6 separate regions of the Mus musculus genome follow, and regions 1, 3, 4, 5 and 6 are each linked to region 2. A link is a contact called in public Hi-C, HiChIP or PLAC-seq and promoter capture Hi-C data. All regions are on one chromosome and are shown on one strand. Each heading gives the region's core, a stretch centred on a gene start, on an enhancer-like site or on the middle of the called end of the contact. The rest is flanking DNA. Distances are from core to core; before and after follow the strand shown. Region 1 has its middle 7.3 kb from the start of Gm36876. Region 2 holds the start of Cep112 (centrosomal protein 112). Region 3 has its middle 50 kb from the start of Cacng5. Region 4 has its middle 34 kb from the start of Gm24149. Region 5 holds the start of Cacng1 (calcium channel, voltage-dependent, gamma subunit 1). Region 6 holds the start of Cacng4 (calcium channel, voltage-dependent, gamma subunit 4).

Region 1 (3,516 bases), core at 407-2,906, 550 kb before region 2:
CCCAGCCCCTTTTCTACTCTATTTAAATGCCAGAGGTTTGGATCTTAGTTTCAAGACTTACCAAGGAGGCTCCAGGTTCTTTGTGAAACCCCATTCTGTGAGACATTCTGTGAGACAAAGGCACCGTGTCCTCAGGTCACGTGAGATTCTAGGTCAGACCCTCTCATCCCTACATCTCCACTCTCTGCTCAGGTCCCATGCTCCAGCAAACATCCTTCGCTCCTGGACATCTTAGTTCCTCCACATCCCAGCCTTCACCACACTCCTCCCTCAGCCTGCATGCCTCTTCCTCTGCTCCCAACATCTTGTCCCACAACTGTGACCACCTCTAACATTGTCCCTGGATTCCTGGCCTGTAGCTACCGCCACTGGCAAATACTTGCATTGACTAACCAGCTTAGCTGTGCAAAGCAGTGGGGATTAGGCTGTGAGCCTTTCTGGCTAGCCAGTGTTCCCAAAGCCAAGGTTTCCCACCCTGATCTCCAACCGCATCTGTTGTCCTTCCTCTTTGGGCACGCTTTGTGTCAGGTGAAATGCTGAGAAACCCATTTCAAAATGTCAATGGGCCTCATGGGAAGAAGAAAGCAAGGGATATGGAATTTTACCCAGAAGGGCAGGAATGAGAGGGAAGGAGACCTCAACAAGCATAGGCAGGAGCCCCCCCCCCCCCAAGACCTGACTCTATGAGGGAGGCTATATCTGAAAGAGTCACATCTGACCTTCAACTTACAGATTCCCCCCTCCACCTGCCACCTATCTGCCACCCTTGTTGGTAGTGAACACTGTTGTTTGGTGAATGAAAGGAAGAGGAGGGAGGCTGGGTAGAAGGGTGGAGTGGGGAGCTAACAGTAACGATGCTAGCAGCTGGTGAGAGGAAGATGCTCTTGCAGTGCACAATGCAGCCCATCCAGCCCTTGGAGAACATCAGGCAGGCAGGCAGTCTCCCAGGCCAGGCGATTCCCGGATCCTGGGCTGGATCCCCACCGCCTCCTGTGTTCTTACTTCCCTGCCTGGTATGCAGGAGTAGTAACAGTACCTGTCTCCTAGGGGCTGTGAAGACCCAGTGGCTTAATTCAGACAAAGCGCTTAAGACAGCAAGCAGCTCAGAACAGAGCAACCACTATTTGGAAAGAATACTGGCCCTCCCTGCATTCCAGACGAGGAAATGGAGGCTTCCAGTCAGCTCCAGCAATAGTATAGCCTCACACTAACTAAACAAAGATTCTTGTGGAGCTCCCTGCCAGGAAAAAGGGATGGGGTTGGGGGGTGGGGGGAGGGGCGTCAATGCTCTGTCATCACAGGAAGAGGTCACTATGTAAAGTTCAGGTATAAGCCAGTGGTCCGCAAATCAGATGACACATTGGAAGTCTCACCAGCCCTACCAGTCTGAGTCCCTGTGGGGGCAGGCCCAGGTGTCATAGATTTCAAGGCTCCCTGGAGTTACACCAAAAGCTGGCTTCCACACTCCCAAAGACAGCAGCAGCAGCAGCAGAATGGAAGTGGCCAGAGCCTCTCTCCAGTGGAGAGCAGCAAAGAACTGACTTCCTTGTGATCTTCATCCAAACCCCGTTTTCTTTCACTAAGGGAATCTCCCAGCAGCCTCCGAGCAACCAGCCAAAGGTTGGGTCCTCAGCCGCAGAACAAAGAACGCTTTGAGGTTTCATGAGGAGCTGTGTGGCTCTCTGGCCCTGGACTGCTAAGATCTCCAGGGAAGGCCTGGCCACCCCACCCAGCACAAAGGGAGTCTTGGAGTGTGCTGGGCTGTCAGCTGGTCCATCCCAAAGGCAGCACCTCCTGCTACCCTCAATCTGGGCCTAGAAGCTCAGCAAAGTGAGATAGCAACAGAGGAAGACAGACAGAGAGGGTCACCCACATGGCCTGTGGCCCCTTCTGCTGCAGGGGAGCCAGCTTAACTTTGACAGGTGAGTGGGGCCCCCTAGGTACACAGGTCTCCTGCCCCCCTAATCTGGTTGCTTGGGGAGTACAGGAGAATCTCTGTGTGAAGGAAAGTGCCCTCAGCCCCTATTCTGGGGTATACAGATAGTAAAGATAGTAAAGATGATGCCATCCCATCATTTCCTGCCTCAAAGGTAGATGATGGGATGGCAATCAAGAAAACATTTCAAAGGGGGTAGAGAGATGGCTCAGCAGTTAAGAGCACTGACTGCTCTTCCAGAGGTCCTGAGTTCAATTCCCAGCAACCACATAGTGGCTCACAAAGATCTGTAATGGGATCCGATGTCTGGTGTGTCTTCAGACACATGTAGGCACATACATAAATTAAATAAACCTTTTTTAGAAAAAAAGAAAAGAACACATTCCAGGCCTGTTTGTCCAGCCTGTAGTCTTATTACTTGAGAGCCTGAGGCTGGAGAATTTTAAATTTCAGGGCTTGTTGAGGTCCCAGAGTATGCTCAATCCCAACCTAGTAAATTTACTAGAATGTAATTTCGAAGAATCAAACCATGTGCCAGGTGTGGTTGTGGCGACAGAGGCAGCAGTGGTGGCCTGCATCTTTCATCCCAGCACTCAGGAGGTAAAGGCAGGTAGATCTCTGTGAGTTCAAGGCAGTCTGCTCTACAGAGCCAGTTCCAGAACAGCCAGGGCTGTTACACCGAAAAACCCTGTCTCAAAAAACCAATCAATCAATCAATCAATCAATCAATCAATCAATGTAAGAATGTTTAAAACGTTTACAAGGGGGTGGGCACAGCAACAGCATGCCTTTATCCCAGCACTTAGGAGGCAGGAACAGGCAGCTCTCTTAATTGGATCTACAGGGTCTTAGCCTGATCTACAGAGGGAGTTCCAGAACAGCCAGGGCTATACAGATAAACCCTGTCTCAAGTAAACAAACAAAGAAAAAGTTGAAAAGAGAGTTGAGGCTGGAGCAGTGGCAGAGCACCTGCCTGGCATGCAGAGGGACTAGGATCAATCCCAGGAGTAGAGTACCCAGGCCCCTTTCCATTGCTGTGAGAAGACCCTGACTATAAGCACTTGGGGGAGGAGAGGTTCGTTTGGCTTACCTTTGCCGGTCACAGTTCGTTGCTGTGAGAGGTCAAGAAGAAGGAACAAGGCTTGCTGGTTCAGCTTCCGGTGTCCATAGGCCAACCCAGTATCACTTACTCCACTGAGAGTCTCTCGCCCCACCACCCACCCCCAGGTGATTCTAGGCTGTGTTGACAGTTAATGCTAACTAAAACAGGAGAGGAGGGGAGGGGAAATGGGAGAGGGGAGGGGAGAGAAGGGGAAGAAGATGAAGAGAAGTAGAAGGGAGGGGGGAGGAGGGAATAGGGAAGAGAATTGGAGGGAAGAGGAAGAGGAGGAGAGGGGAGGGCTGGAAGTAGCGCATGCCCAACATTCAGAAGACGGAATTCAAGATCAGCCTGAGTCACATAATGAGTTCCAGTCTACAATGTTAGACCCTAGCTCAAAAAAGAGCAAAAGAAAGCCAATTGGTGGTGGTTTACACTTTGAATCCCAGAATTCGGAGACAGAGGTGGGCAGATCTTAGTG
Region 2 (3,663 bases), core at 906-3,405:
TAAAATAAGTTGGACAGTTCCTGAAAATATCTGAGGTCAAGTTTGACCCCTGGCCTCCAAATCTGTGTGCATGCCAAACCCACGTAAAAACAGAGCCGGAGTGATACATAGTGAAGCTAAAAGTCTGCTTTTCCTTGCCCCTATTCATTCGCCAACAACAAAAAATATATAAATTAACATCTCAATTTTTGAAGGAATTCCTGCTACACAAATTACATTGTGCACATAAATTATGTCTAGCTGTTGAAAAGGTTTTTATACTATTCCTCAGATCTTTGAATTTAAGGTATCAAGATAGAAAAATAAAAGCCTGGCACTGTGGTGTGTGCTGACTCTTGGGAGGCAGAAGCAGGTATGTCTGTGAGTTCATGGCCAGCCTGGTCTACATAATGTGAATTCCAGAACAGCCAGAGCTATGGAGAAAAACCATTTAAAAAAAAACTGTAAAATAAGTAAAGCTCTATTCTGGCTTAGGATTAAATTACTCATAGTATGCCTTTCACTGATACCGACTACAATGTGACTATTGCATATACAAAAGGAATAAAAAGGAATTCCTCAGAAGGAATAAAAGAAGTTGGGTGGCTCTCCTTTTAGTTATATTCTGTATTTATACTGCCTTTTATTTAACTCATTAGTCTCGCCTTTAAAAAAAATCCATTTCTTTGTGGACAGCTATGAAATATGAAATGGGCTAAGACCTTCTTAGGGTTCCTGGCTGCCACAGAAGTCAGCAAACCTCAAGCAAGCCAGCAATAGTAACATCCTTAAAAAGGAGAGACACACTTCATATGCAGAGCATGCCCCTCGCCAAGCGCAATCTATTCCTGAAAGTTGTGTAAATGCTTTTTGTTCCATCAGATTATATGTTGAGTATATTGTGAAGAATAACACAGAAGCCCTGAAACGCCAACAAATCAACAAGGGTTACCCGGGCACATTTGGGGGTTTTGGTTGTTTTGCCTTTTTTGAAGGAAGGGGGGACAGAAGCCTTCCCAGAAGACACTGGGCTGCCAGCTAAGCTTAATCAGGGAGCCCAGGTCCAAGTGAGAGACTCTCTTTAAAACAAGTTGGACAGTTCCTGAAAATATCTGAGGTCAAGACTATGAGTGTCATAACTGTATCCCGGCATGTCATCAAATGCACCTAACTTGACAGGAACAGTTCCCATTGTCCTTTACAGGCCTGAAGCTGGGGCTTAACAGTGTGCAGGACCTGACCCAAATCCAAGAGACAATCCTGGACCTGAATACTGCACAATTATCCTCCTCTCCGCTTTGCTGGGCATTGGAGAGGTGGTCGCTGTGTAATGAGGTTCACTGGCATTTTGATTGCCTTTTCTATCTTACTTTCATGTATCTTTAAATAGGAAATGCAAATCATAAAAATACCAGCATACTGATGGGGGGGGGGGTACTCAGGAGGCAGAGGCAGGTGGATCTCTGTGAATTCCACTCTGTCTCGAAGATGAAACAAAGGTCAGCGGTCCTATTTATTTGCTCTCTGGATCACTACACTCTATGTCCCCACAAAGGGCAAGGACTCCAGGCTGGGTCCCCAAAGGGCAGGGACTCCAGTCTGGGTCCTTGCAAGTTCACTGTTCATCAGGACTTTCTCGGAGTCGGCCTGCAGTCTGATTCTCCTCCTCTGACTGATCTGACAGCACCTAAGAACTGCAGCGGTCCGGTTCCTGGCGGTCACTTCCTCCGCCCGAGTGGGCACCGGGAGCGGCGCCTGTGTGGCCCACCCAGGCCCGGGCCGCTCTCCTACCTGCTCCAGGACACAGACCTCTTCTCACAACCGCAAGCCCCCTACCTCGGGGTTCTGGGTCCCGCCATGCCGCCTGCCCAAACTTTCCTGAGAACTTTTCCCTGGCCGTCGCTCGGCTGCTGACCCCGCCGGCGCGCGCGCCACACAGGCCGCAAGCGCGGGTCCCGGGCCTGCGGGCGACGCCCCTCCCCGGGCCAACCCGCACGCGCGGGGGCTCCATCCCGCGCAAAATTCCACTCAGAACCTGGGAGTAGGAGGCGGGTGGGGATTGTCGATGGGAGAAACAAGAGAGAGAGAACCTGGCGCCCCAACAAGCAAGCCGTCCACTCGGCCGCCGACGCCCAGCCGCCACAGCCAAACGGTTTCAAATCCTTGCGGGCCGTCCAGCAAACCGGGGGCGGGACTAGCAAACTCGCCTGTCCCGCCCCCTCGAGCTGCGGCTGGCATTCAACTCTGTTGCCATGGCGACGCTCCGGGTTAGGTCTGTCACTGCTCCTCAAGTCCGAGGGGGCGGGAATTTCCGCCCTTCGGGCAGTTCGCATGCTAAGGGCGGAGACTTCCCTCCTCACTGTTTCCCCACCCTCCGAGAAATGGCGCCAGCAAGCAGCTCCGTTGCTATGGTAACTGTCTAGTCTACTGCGCAGGCGCCGAGCTCGTGGTTTTAGCCCATCTCCCCAGAACGGTTAGTTTCCAGGCTTAATCTTCTGTGATCCCTGGACTATACAGTGGATGCTGCATCTTCCTGACTTCTTACTCAGTCGCTTGTGAGCACTTTAAAGATTGAGGAGAAAGAACAAGAAAAACTCAAAAGTGATGGAACTACTGGACAGTAATTGGCAGAAAAGCCTGTCGTTTGAACAGACATCACCGTTGAGTAAGTCCGAAGCATGAAAATTTACCCTTGTTAGTTCACACTCCAGAGGTGAATTATTCAAAACAACGAGCAGGATATTTACATTTGTTATTTAGAACCATCATAAGTCTGAAAACACTAACCCTGCAAGATCCTGAACTGAAATTTAAAAGCTTTCTGTTTAACACTCTGTACAGAATAGTACCATCAAGTAGGGGAGAAAATGTATTTTTGCGCTTCCCAGGAAGTCTGGTGGACCTCGGGCGGTCAACTTTGCTGTGTACTGGTGTTCTTTGATCTTTTACGTTTCTGGAAGCTCTGAACTGGATAATTTAAAATACCAACAGAAACAAAATTTAAATTGTAAAAAACACTCCCTTCAATGAAATGCAGTGTGCCGCTGCTTTTCACCTAAGTTCACAATAGAATCCCTCTGCAGAGTCTTTGCGATGCACTCAGTGTGGTGCCAAACCTCAATTGAAGCACAGCTTGAAGCATCTTTTCAAGTTTACATAAGGAAAGTAGAGGAGTCGCTTGTTTGCAATTAGCTGTTTTCAGCTTCCAGAAGAAGACTACGTTCTTTCAAGGTGCACTTTGGAATCCACCTCCCTGGAAGAGACAGCAATTGTTCATTATTTCAGAGGCAATTTGTACTACAGAAGAAAGAATGCTTTCAAGAATATTTGGTTTCCAAAAGCATTATTTGAGCACACTCGCAGCTGAGCGATTGTCCCACAATCCAGATCGTTGGTACTAAGAATCAGATTGTAAAACCCACGTATGCAGAAATGAGACGAGTCAGAGACCACTTGGAAGAGGTGCACTTACTGATCAAAGGATACAGACTTCCAAGTAGAAGAAAGAAATTCAAGAGGACTAAAGTCACCATTCAACGTGGTGACTATGGGCCATAACTATATTGTACATTTTGAAGGATGACTTTAAATCTATATTTATGGACAGAAAACTTAGCAGTGTACAATTAACCTAGTTCAGTGGCAAGTTCTTTTCCAGCTTGAAAATGGGAACCATAGGTCACC
Region 3 (4,042 bases), core at 23-2,522, 560 kb after region 2:
GAGCTATTGACAAAAGTAAACACCTTTTCTTATCGCTGTGACCTATAAGACCTTATTGACATTTGCAGCGATATTTTTACACCACAATCGAAGATCAGCCAAGAACGCAGTGGGTGTCACATAAAAGCCTTGGTCCTGTGTGCAGCATTGTTGCAAGCCTGCTAGCGTCGTATCCACTAGTGACATTATATCACCCTTTGTGGTAGTAAAGAAACCAGTTTCAACTATAAGGTCCGGTATGGAGTTTCCTATCATCTTCAAAGGTGTCACTATTTGGAGCATCTCAGGTTTTTTTGTGGGTTTTTGGTTTTTGGGGTTTTTTTGTTTGTTTGTTTTTTGGGGTTTTTTTTTTTTGATTTTTGTTTTTTGGTTTTTTGGTTTTTTTTTTTTTTTTTTTTTTGGACTTTCAGATTATTGGTTCCCAACCTGGACCTGCCTGTGACACCATGGCTGCTCTAGGGATCTCTCTGCCTCCTGCTCATCCTGACCTGTACCCCCCACTACCCCCTCCTACCTATCCCCACCCCCTACCCCAGCCTGCATAGGGCAGCTATCTGAAGGAGAACTGGAGCAGGTGGGGGGGGGGGGGTGTCTCAAGCATAAGTTGGCTTCCTGGCAAGCTGGAGTCAGAACAGGAAGTCCAGGCCAGGAGATGGGAGGGTCAAGAAGATGTAATCTCAGTAACACATCCCCCAGGATCTGCTCAGGATAGCTCATGGGGTCCACAGAGCAATAGTCCGCTCCTCCCTCTGCCTCAGCTGGTCAGTGATCTAACCCTCCACCTTCCTTCCGTGCCTCTCGATTAGATACTACAAAGGTAACTTGTTACTGGGAGGATATACATCAAAGGTGGCCGCCGTTAGTCCACCGGGCATGTAGCCACTTAGGAGGACCTTTCCAAGCCCCGGCTCTCAGCTGGGGCCAGGAGTGAAGATAAGAGCAGTCAAGCTCACCCTTGGCCCTCTAGGATGCTCACAGTCAAGCAGCGAGGCCATGGTGAAGATGCTAATGATTATTGTCATAGTTTGGTAGACACATGTCATACCCGGAACCCCCCTCAGTGAGGGTTTTGGCAACCCAACTTCTAGCTGGCTGCTGAGACAGCTGTCAGTAGACAACCCTCGGCCAACAGCTCCTCCCTTTGGGAACCTCAGTCCTCCCTGGACAGCCTACATCCAATGACAGACAGCTTGCTACAAAGGCACTGAAATCAGAACAACTCGCAATACTACTAAGGTTCACCGGCCTATAGCACCCCCTAGGGGTCGAGTCGGGACTACATCTAGGCTCACCTCTTGGAAGCTGTGCCTTCCCACCTTTCCGTTTTTTCAAGGGCTGAGCTCTAGGACACTGTCCCAAGGCCTGTCAGCTTGGCATTTTGTTCCCATCGTTTGCTTCCCAAGAGCCATGGGACTGCTCATGAGATCAGCAGGCTTGCTTTCACAGCCTCCTGCACTTGCTGGTAGCTGCAGGAATGGACCACAAACAGCATCTTTCATTTCTGTGTGTCCCCTTGTCCTTCTCACTGTCTTCTGGCCACAGAGATGACAAGGGACACAGACAAAGCTGATGGTAGCCCTCATATGGGCTGCATGGTTGGACGGGAGAGCCAGGCACTAGACAGACCCCCTGTGCCCATTCCATGATTAGCCTAACTATGCACACCATTGTCTTTTGTCTCACAAAAGGACTGAGTGAGGAATCCAACGTCACACAGCTAAAAGGTCATAAGTTATGGACCAGATAAATTTTGCCACAGGGACTCTGGGTGTCCTGGGATATCCTTAAAGTGTCCCTAGAAAAGTAAAGGCAGGGAAAGAGATGTTAAAGACCTCCATGCTTATTCAGCAAGGCACTTACTTGACCCATGGAACTATCTCCCCAGCCCACTGTGTGATTTCAGACTCCAGCATCCAATGCTAGGGGCTGTGGCTTACCTTGATGTGGACAGCCTGCCTTCTCGTTCATTTAGTTTGTTAAGAAAATGTTGAGCCTGGCAAGATGACTTAGCAGGTAAGTGGCTTGCTGCCAAGCCTGACAACTGAAGTTTGATCCCTGGGGCCCACGTGCTGAAAAGAAAGAATGGACTCTGGTGGGTCCTCTGCATGCCCCCCCCCCCATTGGCACACATATGACCACACACATATACACCTACACATACGTGATAAGTACATGGCTAGCCAATGTGCACAAGCACATTGGAAATTGATTTTTGGGATCTGAAGTCAATACTCTGCATTTATTCCTTATCACATAATACATGTGCATATTCAACACAGAACGGGTACCATCCAAGAATCGTTTCTTCTCCCCAAATTCAAAGCTTTCCCAGGTCTATAAGGAAAAGAAGTAACCACTCTGCCCTCTAGTGGCCAGTTTGTCATCGCCGTTTCCCTTCATCTGTCCTTGGCCTGGGGTGTTGCCAAGAGGATTCCCTTCACAGTCAAGCATTGGTATAAGGCAAGTCTACTCTTGGAAATGCAGAAGATGTGGTCATTTCAATAGCCTTGTCCCATCCCCAGACACCCACCTACTGTGTTTGGCATTTATGGCAGCCTAGAGGAGCCAAGAGACCTCTGTCTAACAAAGGCCTAGGACCAAGCTTAATACCCAGTGTATCCCATCTTACCTCGAGACAGTCTGAAACTTCCATAAAAGTTCCCAATTCCAAACACAGATCTTATACTAAAGGCTCCAACTCCCAATGGCAAATGGTACCTTTAGTGCCTTGGTGATTTCTTTCCCCCCACATTATTCCTAAGCCCAAAGACACACCTAGTGGTGTAGTTATTAGGCAATCGTTTATGGACCCCATTCCCTATTCCATTCTGGAGTTGCGCTTGTCCTGGGGGATGGATGTTCTGTCCCCCTGTGGATGGGAACAATATCCACTGTGACCTTGTTTCTCCAGCCCTACCACAGGCGCTGTTCTTGAGCTTGTCTTCATCTTTGACCCAACCCAAGTAGTGATTTCACTATCCATATTGTTCTTTCTGAACCTTCTGTGTTCCCTGTGCCCCTAGGACATGAAGGTCCCTGTGGTGGTTTGGATAAGGATGACCCCCATAGGGTCGTATGTGTGAATGCTTAGTCCTCAGGGAGTGGCTACAAAGAATTAGGAAACATGGCTTTGTGGGAAAAAGAGTGTCACTGGGCTTTGGGGTTTCAAATGCTCAAGCCACACCCAGTCTCTCTCTCTCTCTCTCTCTCTCTCTCTCTCTCTCTCTCTCTCTCTCTCTTTCTCTCTCTCTCCCTCCCCCTTCCCCTCTCCCCTCCCTCCCCACCCCTCTCTCTCTGCATGCTGCCTGCAGTTCCAAACATAGAACTCTTCAGCTACTCTCCAGCACCAGGTCTGCCTGCCTGCATGCCGCCATTAGACAATGGACTACACCTCTGAACTGTAAGTCAGCCCCAATGAAACATGTTCCTTTATAAGAGTTGCTGTGGTCAACGGTGCCTCTTCACAGCAGTAGACAATGACTAAGACAGTCTATCCTGGACCATATCTGGAGAGACTCATACAAGCCTTAAATGGCCACACCCAAGAAATAGTTTAATCGTGGAAATCTGGCAGACACTTCTGTGTTTCCCTCAAACAATTAAAAACTCTCTGTGGGTCGTCAGGATGGTTTGGCTGCTAAAGCGGATTGACATTGAAAATCAACGTGTAATTATTAAAACCCACATAGCCATCTTCTGACCTCCTCAGGTGTGCCACGATACTTGTCTGCCCACACACATGCACACACAAAATAAATAATTTTTTTCTTAACATCCTAGAGGGCTGGGTTGTAGCTCAGTTGAGAGAGCGATTGCCTCCCAAACAGGAGGTTCTGGGTTCAGTCCCCAGGGACCACAATAACCAGATGCAGTGGTGCATGTCTATAAATCCCAGCACTCAGGAGTCAGAGGGAGGAACGAGTTTCAAGGTCAACCTTAACTAATATGGCTTGATCTATATGAGAAACCACTTCCAAATCGGCTAAAACAAAACATACTACTGACAAGCCATGCTTGTATTTTTTGCTTAGGAAGACTGAAG
Region 4 (3,786 bases), core at 996-3,495, 680 kb before region 2:
ACGAATTTACCATTACTTTAATAAGCCGACAGTCTCCTGTATCTTGATTACAGAAGGCAATCATGAGCCCACCTGGACCCGAGCTCCTCACCGTCACTATGGCCAAGGTTGTTCAAGTGAAGTCTCTCCGTGGGAAACACTGTATCTTATCTAGGGAGTTTGCACCTGCTCTTAGCACATCTCGCTACAGTTTCATTCCCAGGAGTTTACTTTGGAAACAGTCCCACAGGTGCACCAGGAGACAGAGACAGGGATGTCTATGAGGGATGCACAGAGTACTGCCTGAATACGCAGCTACAGAGAATCGCCTGAACATGAAGCTACAGCAGAAGGGACAGAAGGAAGGGTTTTAATATAAAAGAATGTGAGTTTATTAATGTTTTAAATTTTATTTTAATTATTTTAAGTATTTATTATTGGCTTTTTCTTTTTACTTTCCATGTATAGGTGTCTTGCCTGCATGTATGTCTGGTGCAACATGTACATGCAGTGCCTGAGGAGGCCAGAAGAAGGCATTGGGTTTTCTAGAACTGGAGTTACAGAAGGTTGTGAGCCACCACATGGATGCTGGAACTGAACCTGGGTCCTCCGGGAAAGCAATACATGCTCTTAACTGTTACGCCATGTAATAATACAAGAAATCGAGACTGGAGAGGGGGAGGTGGCTCAGTGGCTAAACTTGTGCAAACCTGAAAATCCAAGTTTAACCCCAGGAACCCACAGTGGGAGGAAAGAACTGACTCCTGAGAGTTGTACTCTGCCTTACACACACACACAAACCAAGGCTACCAACTGCCACCATCACTGCCACTGCCACCACCACCACCACCACCAATAACAGCAACAATAAATGGTGTTAAGTAAATTTAAATAAATACTAGTGTTTTAAGGAGATGACTGAGTGCTCTCTTTTGTGTGGAAGGGAAGTGTTGCAAGTGGGTAAGACTCAGAGAACTGGCACACTGCAGATGCAGGTCAAGGTATGAGATTACCCACAACCTTGGGGTCCTTATGTCATCAGCATGACCTGACAACAGCTGTACGGATAGTTACTAAATGCCAAGAGATTCTCCCTCAATGTTCACACCACTGGTTTATTTCATTCTAAGTTCCTCTGAGGAACAGAATAAAAACTGGATCTCAGAACCGGTAGACTGAGGCCAACCAACCTCAGGAAGACAGCTTGAAGGCCAGCTGAACTCTGGGCGTTCTCCCATACCTTCAAACTCCAACATGCACTGTGTGGTTCATATATACTGTGTGCTATACTCAGACTTCTCAGACGGGGTGGGAGTATGTGGCACGGGGTGGGGCAGGTAGAAGGGCTGAGAAGGAGCAAGAGATGACCCCCCACTGATGACCTGCTCCTTTTTTTTTAAAGATTTATTTATTTATTTTATGTACATGAGTACACTGTAGTCATACAGATGGTTGTGAGCCTTTATGTGGTTGTTGGGAATTGAGTTTTTAGGACCTCTGCTCCGGCCAAAAGATTTATTATTGGACTTATTATTATACATAAGTACACTGTAACTGACTTCAGACACACCAGAAGAGGGCGTCAGATCTCATTACAGATGCTTGTGAGCCACCATGTGGTTGCTGGGATTTGAACTCCTGACCTTCGGAAGAGCAGTCAGTGCTCTTACCAGCTGAGCCATCTCGCCAGCCATACCTGCTCCTTTGACTGTTGACCAATTAATGTCTGTGTAAGCGAAAGATGGAAAGCGTGATCAGGCACCACCCGTCTTTATATACTTCAGAGAAGAAACAGAGGAAGATGTATCACTCAGAGGCACATCTCCATCTGAAAAGCCACCTCCCTGGGAGAGACCGGAAGTGAGAGACCGGAAGTGACCACCTGTCACCAGCCAATACCTCCATCCATCATTCGCTGCACAGAACTTAACAGTATCTCATTTTTATTATTCGTTCATATCTTGCTGGTCTCCCTCACCTTCTGGCCCACAACTCTCCCTATTGCTGTATAAAACTTTATTACGTTAGCATTCATATTCATGCGAGCGCAATCCCATGCCCCACCTACAAATTAGAGCTCAATTTGGAAATTAAAGCCTTCATCAACATCACAGTAATCTGCAAGACATTTCTTTCTTAGTTTATTCAAGCCATCAGCAACAGCGGCAATGTCAGAAAGCACGGCCGCTGTGTGGAGGGACGAGGGGCCAATAGAATGATCCGCTCAAATTTAAGTCTCAGAACGATGGGACTACTCAGAGGGGCGAAGAAGGGAACATCCTTCAGGCTATTGGTTTAGGCAAGACTGTTTTTATATGGCCCTAAAAACATGGACCACGAAAGCAAAAAGTGGCAGAAAGGAGCGTAGTTAGTTTAAAACGCTTCTATACAGCAAAGGGAAAAAACCAACAGGGCGCAAAGACCACCTACCAAGTGGGAGAAAATATTTGCAAACTATTCATCTTCAAGTGACTAATAGCAAGAAGATATAAGGAACTACACAACTCAGCAGAAAAAAAAATAGGCAGATGACTCATTTTAAAAGGGAATAGAAGATTAGCCAACAAGCATATGGAGGGGGAAAAGCTGGGTATCGCTCATCACCCGGAAATGTGGCACAAAACAAGAGTGACTTCCTCTCACTGTTGTCAAATAGGCCAAACCCAAACCATGAACAGCAAATGTTGGTGAAGCTGGAGAGAGACGGTGGCTCTTCAGCACAGCTGCTGGATATACAAACTAGCAAAGCCACCTCGGGGAAGCATAAAGAGATCCTTCTAAACACTAGAAATAGGGGCTTGCAAGACCTGTTCTGTGGGTACACATGCCTGCTGCCAAGGCCAACGGCCTGAGTTCAACCCCCAGGTTTCACAATATGGAAGGAGGGAACGAGTTCCTTTTGTCCTCTGACTGCCACAAGTATACTCTGGCGTTTGCCCCCTCCCGCGTATAAAGAACTGTCATAAAAATAAATAAAAACCTAGCAATAGAATCATTGTACAATCCTGAGATCCCACTACCGATGTATGCTCAGGAAACTGAAGCCAGTAAGGACATTTCAAAGCCATCTCATTTGAAGTTTCCTCAGGCCTCACCAGCAAGCCCACTCCTGTGTATCTGGAATTTACGCAAAATTATGTGGCCATTCTCTCATATTTTAATTCCACAAAGTACTTAAAAAAATTTTTTTAAGCTAGCACACAACATAATGGGCTTTGTTAAGGTGTTTTCACTCATGTGTTATACGTTGTTGCCATTCATTTCCCATCCCTGTGCTCCCTGCCCCCACTCTGGCTGCTCCTCTTGCTCCCCCGATAGTCTCCCCTTCTGCTTTCATGTCATGTCTATTCCATTACCTATCCTCCACATCCCTTAAAATTTCTTCCACCTGTCTCATGATACCTTTGTAGTTACAACACACACACACACACACACACACACACACACACACTTGCACATGCATACAAACACATACACTCAAACATACACATGCACATTGGAGTGCACATACACACGTGCACACACACACATGCACATGCACTCACACAGGAGTGCACATGCACACAAATACACTCAAAATACACACGCACAATGCACAAATGCACACACACATGTTCATACACAGGCTAACACACTCACATATACACATGCACATGTACATGCACACACACTCACAAACACATGCATACACACATACACACATACACACACACACAGAGGCATGCACGTGAACACATGCACACACATGCACATTTTTGAGACCAAGTCTCATCTATCTCAGGCTGACTTCAAACTTGAGATGTTGCA
Region 5 (3,666 bases), core at 810-3,309, 710 kb after region 2:
GGCAGGTCTCAATTTACCTCCCATAGCCTATTCTGATCATCTCTGCTCAGTGCTCATCTCTGGGCTGCAGATTCCCCCATCTGCTCCAAGACTCTTTAATTAAAAAGTTTCTCCCAGTTCCAGCCATTGGCTCAGAGTTCAAGGTATGAAATTATGACACTTGGCTTCCCCATTTCCCGGGGACAAATGACACCTTGTGCCAGAGTTTGCGTGTCCTTATCTACAAAGTGGGGGTGACAGTTGTGCTCATCCCGTGGATTAGTGCGAAGATTCACCTGACAGCCTGCTTTTGTCTGTGGCGGAATGGCTGTCGGGAGTGAATTAAGGGGAGAAGGATTTCCTTGGCTCACAGTTGAGAGAGCTCAGTCCACCATGGTGAGGACGGCATGTCGGCCAGGGCTCAGTGGAGGCGACGAGAGCCTTTGTGGCATGACAGATTATCAGAAGCCAGAGGACTCGCTGAAAGCAGGCTGAACCTCCATAGCTTCTCACCATAGCTCTCTAGAGCCCTCCTCTAGTGGCCTCCGCCAGCTGCACCTCCCACACTCATACCCACCCATCAGAAGGCTGGTCTCCAGCAGAGGGCCACTAAGACAACAAGCACTCCCTGAGGAGAAGCTACAGTACCTATTCTCAGTGGGGTCAGCACTGAGTGACTTTAGCATCTGAATGCTCCTTACACCTGGCGAGAGCCTTCCGATCATAAACCTGAGGCTGAGATTTTGGAGGTGCAACGCCCTGCCCAGCTCTAGTTGGGTTCTAGTTCCAGTCAGGTGTCAACCTTGTGGATTTACCCAAAAAGGGCCACCTGCTGAGCTGAGACAGTGACAGATGGCAGAACCTCAGGAGCTGGGCTAGGAAACACAAGGCCATCGGACAGGGGTCCCGAACCTTCCCAAGTTCCTCACTCTATCTGCATCTCGTTTGCTTCTTATGGGTCACCTATGAATCAATCTCTTTCTACCCCTGTTGAAAATAAAATGGCCCCAAGACATAACCCAGTTGGTAGCCTGCTTGCCGGGCATGCACAAGGCCCTGGTTCGAGCCCCAGCACCTCATGGTGGCACATCAAAGTAATCTACTTGGGAGGTAGAGGCAGAGAAGGTGAGAATTTGGAGGATTCCTTGGCTACATAGCAAGTGTGGGGCCAGCCTGGGCTACATGAGAGGCTACATGAGAGGTGAGGGGGGAACAGAATGGAAACTCTTTCTTGCCTGTCTCTGAACACAGTGCAAAGCAACAGCTCCGGTCCAGTCCACTTCCTGGCCTCATGACCCTCGAGGCTGCTCTGGGTGCTGCAGAGAGCTCTTCACAAACATCTGAAAAGCACAAGGGCTCGTGAACCTCAGGGGCAGAGCTGCTCTTCTGGGCCCAGTCGCAGATAGATGACAATAGTAAAACATGTGACCTGTGTCAAGCTAGGCTCAGGCCTGGGAATCAGATAGAATGTTCCTGGGACCCAGGGGACGAGGTAGGACTTGCCACTAAAGAGCTTGCTTGGGAGGTGGGCTCTGTGGAAGTTCCTCCTGCTTTCCTGCAGACAGTTTCCTGAGGTCCTCACAAACACTGCTGGTGTTGGTAGCTGCCTTGGCAGGGTGAGACGGGAAAGTTGTGCCGTCAAGAACTCTTGGGGTTCCCCTTTTGGTTCTGAACACCCACACAGCTAATGAGCCTGTTGACCACTGCTCACACCCCACACACACACACACACACACACAACCTAAGTCTACTCTGTAGATCTCTCAGGCCACTATCAAGAGCTTGGCGTTTTCGAACATCAGATACCCACCACTATCCGTATCCACTCTCTCTCTCTCTCTCTCCCCCTCCTCCGGGACAGGGTGGGGGGTATTTCTAGCCCTCAGATGGGAAAAAAGCCCTGAAACCTGAGCCGAAGGAATCCTCAGTGCCACGCCTAGTGACAAGCATTAATAGAAGTCTTCCTCAGGCCCATGACACGCCTGAGCAGCTGCTCCGACTGCCCAGTGTCTCTCAGCCCCAAGGCCAGCCCACTCTGGCTCAGCCAGACACACTAAACTTAGCTTCCACTCCCAGCTCCGTAGCCACTGCCACCATCTAGCTAGCTGCCTGGGAGACACTGCTGCTGCCCCCTGCCCAGAGCACCCACACCTCAACGACCGCCATGTCACAGACCAAAACAGCGAAGGTTCGTGTGACCCTCTTCTTCATCCTGGTGGGCGGGGTGCTCGCCATGGTGGCCGTGGTGACTGACCACTGGGCCGTGCTGAGTCCACACCTGGAGCACCACAATGAAACGTGCGAGGCAGCCCACTTTGGCCTCTGGAGGATCTGCACCGCTCGGGTTGCCGTGCACAACAAAGACAAGAGTTGTGAGCACGTCACACCATCAGGGGGTAAGGGTTCCATTTTCCTCTACTTCTTTCCATTTCTTGTCCTTTCAAGACTCCAAGATAAGTTACCTGTGGGAGCAGAGTTTGTTGGCAGATTTTTCTGCAAAGGATCAAGATGGAAACAGCCTGAGGTACTTTGTATGGCCAGAGCTAAGGTAGAAAACTAGGGCATTTGTCTCCAGCTCCATCTTGTAAGGCCTATGTTCTTCATCCAGTGCAGGTGGCTGGACCAGTAAGTTAAGAGACTCCAGAAACTTCTGGTCGACCAGACCAGGGACTTCTGGCCCCAACAGCAGACACTCAGAAAGACTCAGTGTTGTCTTAGGTCCGTTCACTCCCTACACAGACAGGCTAGTAACCCAAAGACCTCAGGCTAGAGGAAACTATGGGGCAGACTGGCTCTTAGCCTCTGAGACAGCAGCTCTCAGCCTGTGGGTCACAACCTCTTGGGGCTCTCATATCAGATACCCTACATATCAGATATTTACATGATTCATAACAGCAGTGAGATTACAGTTATGAAGTAACAGCAAAATAAGTCTATAGTTGGGGGCCACCATAACGCAAGGAACTGTATTAAAGGATCCTTGACATTAGGGAGGTTGAGGCCATTGCTCTAGGCAAAAGTATAGGCAAGATTCTTCCTACCTAGTTTGTCAGGCTGCGTAACAAAAAAAATCCCAGGTTCCTGGTTCTTAAGTACTGAGAATGTCAAGTTGGTGAAGGCAGAGCATGGACCAAGCATGGACTCCTTGGGGGTTGGGGTGGGTCAAAGCTGCCGCATGGCTATAAAACAGAAGGTAGTGTGTAGATGCTTTGTTAAGCCCGTGGTCCTACTATGTTTTCTTCCCTAGTTTACATCACTCGGATTCTCCACGTTTCCTTCTGTAGTGGTTGAAAGGTATTCTTCCAATCCCTACCCATACCTTGCAGGCAGGTCCTTGCCTGGGAGCTTGGGTGTTAGTGTGATACATCATCTCTATTCTGCCAGTATAGAGCCCCTGGGATTCAGAGCGAGCGAAGTATGCATGGTAGAAAAGAACATGCCAGACAGAAAAGAGGCCCAGGCTGGAGCCACAGCTATCCACTGCCCTCTTAAAGGACCTTTTTTTGTTTTGATACAGGGTCTCCAACTAGTTATGCATCTAGACAGTTTATGCAATTCTGGGGGGTGGAACCCAGGCCTCAGTGGGTCACAGCATGTGTGGCCTCCATCCTGACATAGAGAACAATGCCTTCTGTCCCCCTGCCTAACGCTTGTGGTTCAAGCACTCAGTCCTGATTCTTAAAGACC
Region 6 (3,677 bases), core at 806-3,305, 630 kb after region 2:
CCTAGAGCTGAAGACGTCTGTCCTACCTCCTGTGTGACTCGGGGTTGCTTGCTTGGATATTATCTCACAGTTACCTAAGAAGGCATGAGGGGAAATCTACTCCCCACCCACCCCCTGGAAGATGAATTAGGTTACTGCATTGGTTTCTTCCAAGATCCTAGGAGAAAGCTCTAACTAGTGCAGGCCAGAGGATGTTTCTGTGTAACCCAGCACCTGGCTAACCCGGATGTGGGTTTTCACACCTTGCTTCATGGAACTCTGAGGAGCACAGAGGAGCTTCCAGCTGCGAGGTGTGGGGGGGTGGGGGGGGTGGGAAGGGGGGTGGGAGGGGGTCGGGGCGCGGCGTGTTCCACCTCATTTCCTCAGCAGTCAGGACACCAGGTTTGTTTGTGTTGGCCCACTGTTAAGGATTACCTCTGAAACAAAGACTGGCTGACTCCCCCCCCAAAAATCAAAAATCTCTCAGAGCACAGAACCTTGAGTTCATCTTGGAGGCTCCTGGAGACAGAGGTGAGCAGCCTTGCCCTGAAACAGGAGAAACCATCACATGCCTTCTGGTCCATTCAGCCGGATATCAGGCACCTGCTGGGTAGACAATACAGCCCTAGATGACAGTGATTTTTTTTAAGGGAAGAAAAGCAATAACTCTCGTCCTTTGAAACTTTGGAAAGCAGAACAGACACCCCCCAAAGGCAGAGGAAAAGGCCAGCAACGCTGATTGGGCTAGTCAGCCTGGCCCTCACATTTTATTATTCTGGTTTTTTTTTTCTATTTGTTTATATTCCCTTCTCCCAGCAAAAGATAATTTTTCCCAGGGCAAACATTTGCACATTGCTACCACACACGGCTATATACGAGGGGGGAGCTCACACTCTCCAGAGAGGAAGAACAGTGAGTGCTCTGAGGCTGGGGTCATTCATTTATTTTCTCTGAGGAAAGCTGGGAAAGTGGCCCGGGAGGTAAAATTGCAAGGGCAGCAGCTTTCCATGTGTCTCTTTCAATCCCAGGGGGTCAGAACAGCAGCCCACAGAACAACCCTCGAGGATGCAACAGGGACAAGGGTGTAAGAAATGGCCTGAGTTCCCCCCCCCCCCGTGGGTTTCAGGCCTCCTGCAGGGGAGGAGGGGAACTGGGTGGCAAGGAAGGAGCCTGGCTCCAAGGAGCTCGGAGTGTATCCAGCTTGGGACCCTGCCAGCACCAAAAGCAATTAAGGGAAGAGGCCAGAGGCCCCGAGGCAGAGTCTGACAAGGTTAAGGGGAGGTGAGGAAGAGCCGGTTAGGCTGAGGAAGAGCCAACCGGAGAAAAAGTAAAGGTTCAGAGAAGGACAGGGAGAAGAAACAGCTGGAGGCTACAATGTAGTTGCTGGTGTTCCTGCCTCTATCAGCAATGGACTATCAGAAGTGTGACTGTAGTGTGTCACATCCTCAGTCCCCCTTCGAAGAAGTCCAGAGCTCCCCAGTGCCTGCTAGAACCCCTTGGCTTGCTTCGGTTGAAATGGAGGTGATCTTCATCTGGCTTGGCCCATAAAGAATGTCTCCCGTCTGTGACCCACATCTGGGCCCTTTGGAAACGCGAGGAGTCTCACAGTACATCCCTGCCTAGACCTTCATAACCAGGTACAGCCATAAGGCCGTGGGGAAAGAAGGAAAGGGGACGCAATCTCCATCCCACAGAATGGGATACAGAATCCTGGGGACTAAGGAGATCCTGGCTGTCCCGGGTTGGAAAGAGAGGTGACTGGAGACGCAGCTTCCCCGGGGTCCTTCCAGGGAACCAATCTTTCTTTCCCTCGGCTTCCTTCGCTCTGATAATGTGAATGAAGCCTGGGAGAGAAAAGAGAGCGCGCGTGAGCGCAGGGAGGGGAGAGAGGGGAGGGAAAATCCCGGCCGTGGGAGAGCGAGCGCGGGGCCAGAGGCGGAGGGGCGGCGCCGAGAGAGCGCGCCGGGCGGCGGGCGGTGGGTGGAGGCGCGGAGGGCGCGGGCCAAGAGCGGAGGGGAGGGCGGGCCGAGAGGGAGGAGCCCCCGGCCGCCACCGCCGCCGCTGCCGCCGCCGCCAGCCCGCCCGGCGGCCCGCGTAGCCCGCGCAGCCCTCACTCGCCGCCGCGCCTCGGAGTTTGAGCCCCGCGCAGCCGGAGCGCAGGCACGCCCGGGGCGCGGGGTCGGAGCGCGCAGCGCGGCGCCGCCCCCCGGCCCTCGGCCCCCCAGCCCCTGGAGCCCCCGGAGCCGCGCGCCGAGGGAGGAGGGCGGGCGGGCGCGGCGGGCCGGGCCGGCGGGCGGCGGACTATGAGGCGCCCACCATGGTGCGATGCGACCGCGGGCTGCAGATGCTGCTGACCACGGCCGGAGCCTTCGCCGCCTTCTCGCTCATGGCCATCGCCATCGGCACCGACTACTGGCTGTACTCCAGCGCGCACATCTGCAACGGCACCAACCTGACCATGGACGACGGGCCCCCGCCCCGCCGCGCTCGCGGCGACCTCACCCATTCGGGACTGTGGCGGGTGTGTTGCATCGAAGGTAGGACCCCTACCCCCAACGCACACACATAACACGCACACATGCACACGCACACATTGCCCCGGGGAGTGGGCCGGGGGAGGGGTGGGCGCGGCGCTGGCTCCACGCGAGACACAAAGAACCTAAAGCTGGGAGGGTGGGTTCCCGAGTGGACACGGGCGCAGCAGCCTCGGGTCCCTCTAGGCTGGGGACCTCCCCAACACACCGATCCCACAAACTCTCGGCTCGCACGCGCACACCCCCTCGCGCACAGACACAATGAAACACACAGAAACTCACGCACGCGCGCGCAACCCGAGAGCGGAGCGATCCCCAGGGGCCTCGCCGGCGCCCCTGGGGGAGGTGGAGGCTGGCGTGGGGGCGGGAGGAGTCTAGGGTTGGGGGGAAAGCGGACGCGGGAGGAGGGGGAGGGGTTGCTTGGCAACCGGTGTCTGTGCGATTGCTATGGGAACTGGCCATCCTGGGGCGGGGCCGGCCGGGGGCGGGGAGCCCCGGGGCAGCTAGGCGCTCACTCCAAGCCCCCAACTGAGAGGGTAAGGGCGGGGTACAGGTTGGGCCCCAAGCGGTTCTGGGGGAGCCAGGTAGCTCCAGCCGGCCGGCCTTCTCTTGATCCCTGACACCACAGACTCACTCCTCTCTGCGCGATGGGTACAAGAGGGGAACCGCGCCGCGTCTCCCGTAACTGAGGCAGCAAGCCCTGGGTCACTGCCCCTCAGCACGAAGTCGGCAAGAGACCTCCGTAGGAACCAAACTGGGGAGAGGAGAGTCAACAGCGGACCAAGAGTGGGCTGGGAGGGGCGTGGTCGCTGTTAGGGCAGGGCGGGGCTCTGTGACCCCCCTAGTATACAGAGACTTGAGAGGTGTGCTTCGGTTGAAATGCATCTAGAGATAGGGATTGAGTCCCTTGGACTGTGGGGACAGCTTCTAGGAGCGCGAGGCAGAAACCTCCGACGCCGGAAATGCATTAGGCTTCTTAGCCCTCCTGGCGCCCTCATGCCCAACGGAAACTCGAACTAACAGGTGTCTACGGAGGGGCGGTCTGGTTCTGCCAGGTTGTAGTCAGATCGGCTGGTTGGTCTCTGACACTGGGGACAGATCAGGGGAACTGGCGATCATTGCTTTAATTTCTCAAAAATCCTTGCGTAGTGTTTCGACTTTCTT

Evidence for each region. Promoter capture Hi-C pulls out the DNA fragments that hold promoters and counts their contacts. A called contact is a pair of places that touch in the nucleus more often than the background predicts. HiChIP or PLAC-seq counts read pairs in DNA pulled down with a chosen protein or histone mark.
Region 1: a contact with region 2 is called in an H3K4me3 HiChIP or PLAC-seq map of stem cell-derived neural progenitor cells, with 19 read pairs. The contact joins the enhancer-like site here to the promoter of Cep112 in region 2. A contact is called at or near these places in 3 of 39 promoter capture datasets (embryonic stem cells, hippocampal neurons and stem cell-derived epiblast-like cells), 11 of 115 datasets of contacts at active chromatin or transcription factors (differentiating embryonic stem cells, embryonic forebrain, embryonic stem cells and 3 more) and 1 of 9 other capture datasets (embryonic stem cells).
Region 3: a contact with region 2 is called in a Hi-C map of cortical neurons, with 2.9 times the contacts expected there. The contact joins the enhancer-like site here to the promoter of Cep112 in region 2. A contact is called at or near these places in 19 of 39 promoter capture datasets (the 3T3-L1 cell line, 3T3-L1-derived adipocytes, the C10 cell line and 12 more), 6 of 15 datasets of contacts at CTCF or cohesin (CD8 T cells, the NIH/3T3 cell line, embryonic stem cells and 2 more), 123 of 484 Hi-C or Micro-C datasets (the 3T3-L1 cell line, the 63-12 cell line, the AML12 cell line and 81 more), 21 of 115 datasets of contacts at active chromatin or transcription factors (the 230-238 cell line, the NIH/3T3 cell line, T-cell acute lymphoblastic leukemia and 13 more) and 3 of 9 other capture datasets (embryonic stem cells, liver and pancreatic islet).
Region 4: an H3K4me3 HiChIP or PLAC-seq map of bone marrow-derived macrophages shows a contact between it and region 2, with 4 times the contacts expected there. The contact joins the enhancer-like site here to the promoter of Cep112 in region 2. A contact is called at or near these places in 5 of 39 promoter capture datasets (cranial neural crest, embryonic stem cells, hippocampal neurons and 1 more), 13 of 115 datasets of contacts at active chromatin or transcription factors (bone marrow-derived macrophages, craniofacial prominence, embryonic basal ganglia and 4 more) and 1 of 9 other capture datasets (embryonic stem cells).
Region 5: a contact with region 2 is called in a promoter capture Hi-C map of hippocampal neurons, with 4 times the contacts expected there. The contact joins the promoter of Cacng1 here to the promoter of Cep112 in region 2. A contact is called at or near these places in 5 of 39 promoter capture datasets (the HPC-7 cell line, embryonic stem cells, hippocampal neurons and 1 more) and 2 of 115 datasets of contacts at active chromatin or transcription factors (astrocytes and embryonic stem cells).
Region 6: a contact with region 2 is called in a promoter capture Hi-C map of hippocampal neurons, with 5 times the contacts expected there. The contact joins the promoter of Cacng4 here to the promoter of Cep112 in region 2. A contact is called at or near these places in 7 of 39 promoter capture datasets (the 3T3-L1 cell line, cranial neural crest, embryonic stem cells and 4 more), 2 of 484 Hi-C or Micro-C datasets (both in embryonic stem cells), 8 of 115 datasets of contacts at active chromatin or transcription factors (astrocytes, embryonic forebrain, embryonic stem cells and 1 more) and 1 of 9 other capture datasets (embryonic stem cells).

The regions. Positions count from the first base shown.
Region 1 is chr11:108,971,726-108,975,241 of GRCm38.p6, reverse strand. No RefSeq gene overlaps it. Among named protein-coding and RNA genes, the nearest start is that of Gm36876, 7.3 kb to the left of the region's middle. Within about 2 kb of position 1,656, at least 27 of the 459 cell types and tissues checked have an H3K27ac peak or open chromatin away from gene starts, as enhancers often do. A contact at or near this core is called in stem cell-derived neural progenitor cells, where this site is marked.
Region 2 is chr11:108,423,758-108,427,420 of GRCm38.p6, reverse strand. Cep112 (centrosomal protein 112) reads right to left here and starts at 2,155. Exons shown (of 27, transcript NM_001373899.1): 1 at 2,070-2,155.
Region 3 is chr11:107,862,556-107,866,597 of GRCm38.p6, reverse strand. No RefSeq gene overlaps it. Among named protein-coding and RNA genes, the nearest start is that of Cacng5, 50 kb to the left of the region's middle. Within about 2 kb of position 1,272, at least 7 of the 459 cell types and tissues checked have an H3K27ac peak or open chromatin away from gene starts, as enhancers often do. A contact at or near this core is called in cortical neurons, where this site is marked.
Region 4 is chr11:109,099,225-109,103,010 of GRCm38.p6, reverse strand. No RefSeq gene overlaps it. Among named protein-coding and RNA genes, the nearest start is that of Gm24149, 34 kb to the right of the region's middle. Within about 2 kb of position 2,245, at least 5 of the 459 cell types and tissues checked have an H3K27ac peak or open chromatin away from gene starts, as enhancers often do. A contact at or near this core is called in bone marrow-derived macrophages, where this site is marked.
Region 5 is chr11:107,714,869-107,718,534 of GRCm38.p6, reverse strand. It overlaps Cacng1 (calcium channel, voltage-dependent, gamma subunit 1), which reads left to right and starts at 2,059. Exons shown (of 4, transcript NM_007582.2): 1 at 2,059-2,375. The coding sequence starts at 2,144.
Region 6 is chr11:107,793,084-107,796,760 of GRCm38.p6, reverse strand. It overlaps Cacng4 (calcium channel, voltage-dependent, gamma subunit 4), which reads left to right and starts at 2,055. Exons shown (of 4, transcript NM_019431.4): 1 at 2,055-2,516. The coding sequence starts at 2,297. Gm11650 (predicted gene 11650) reads right to left here and starts at 2,889. Exons shown (of 2, transcript NR_165828.1): 1 at 2,796-2,889; 2 at 908-1,823.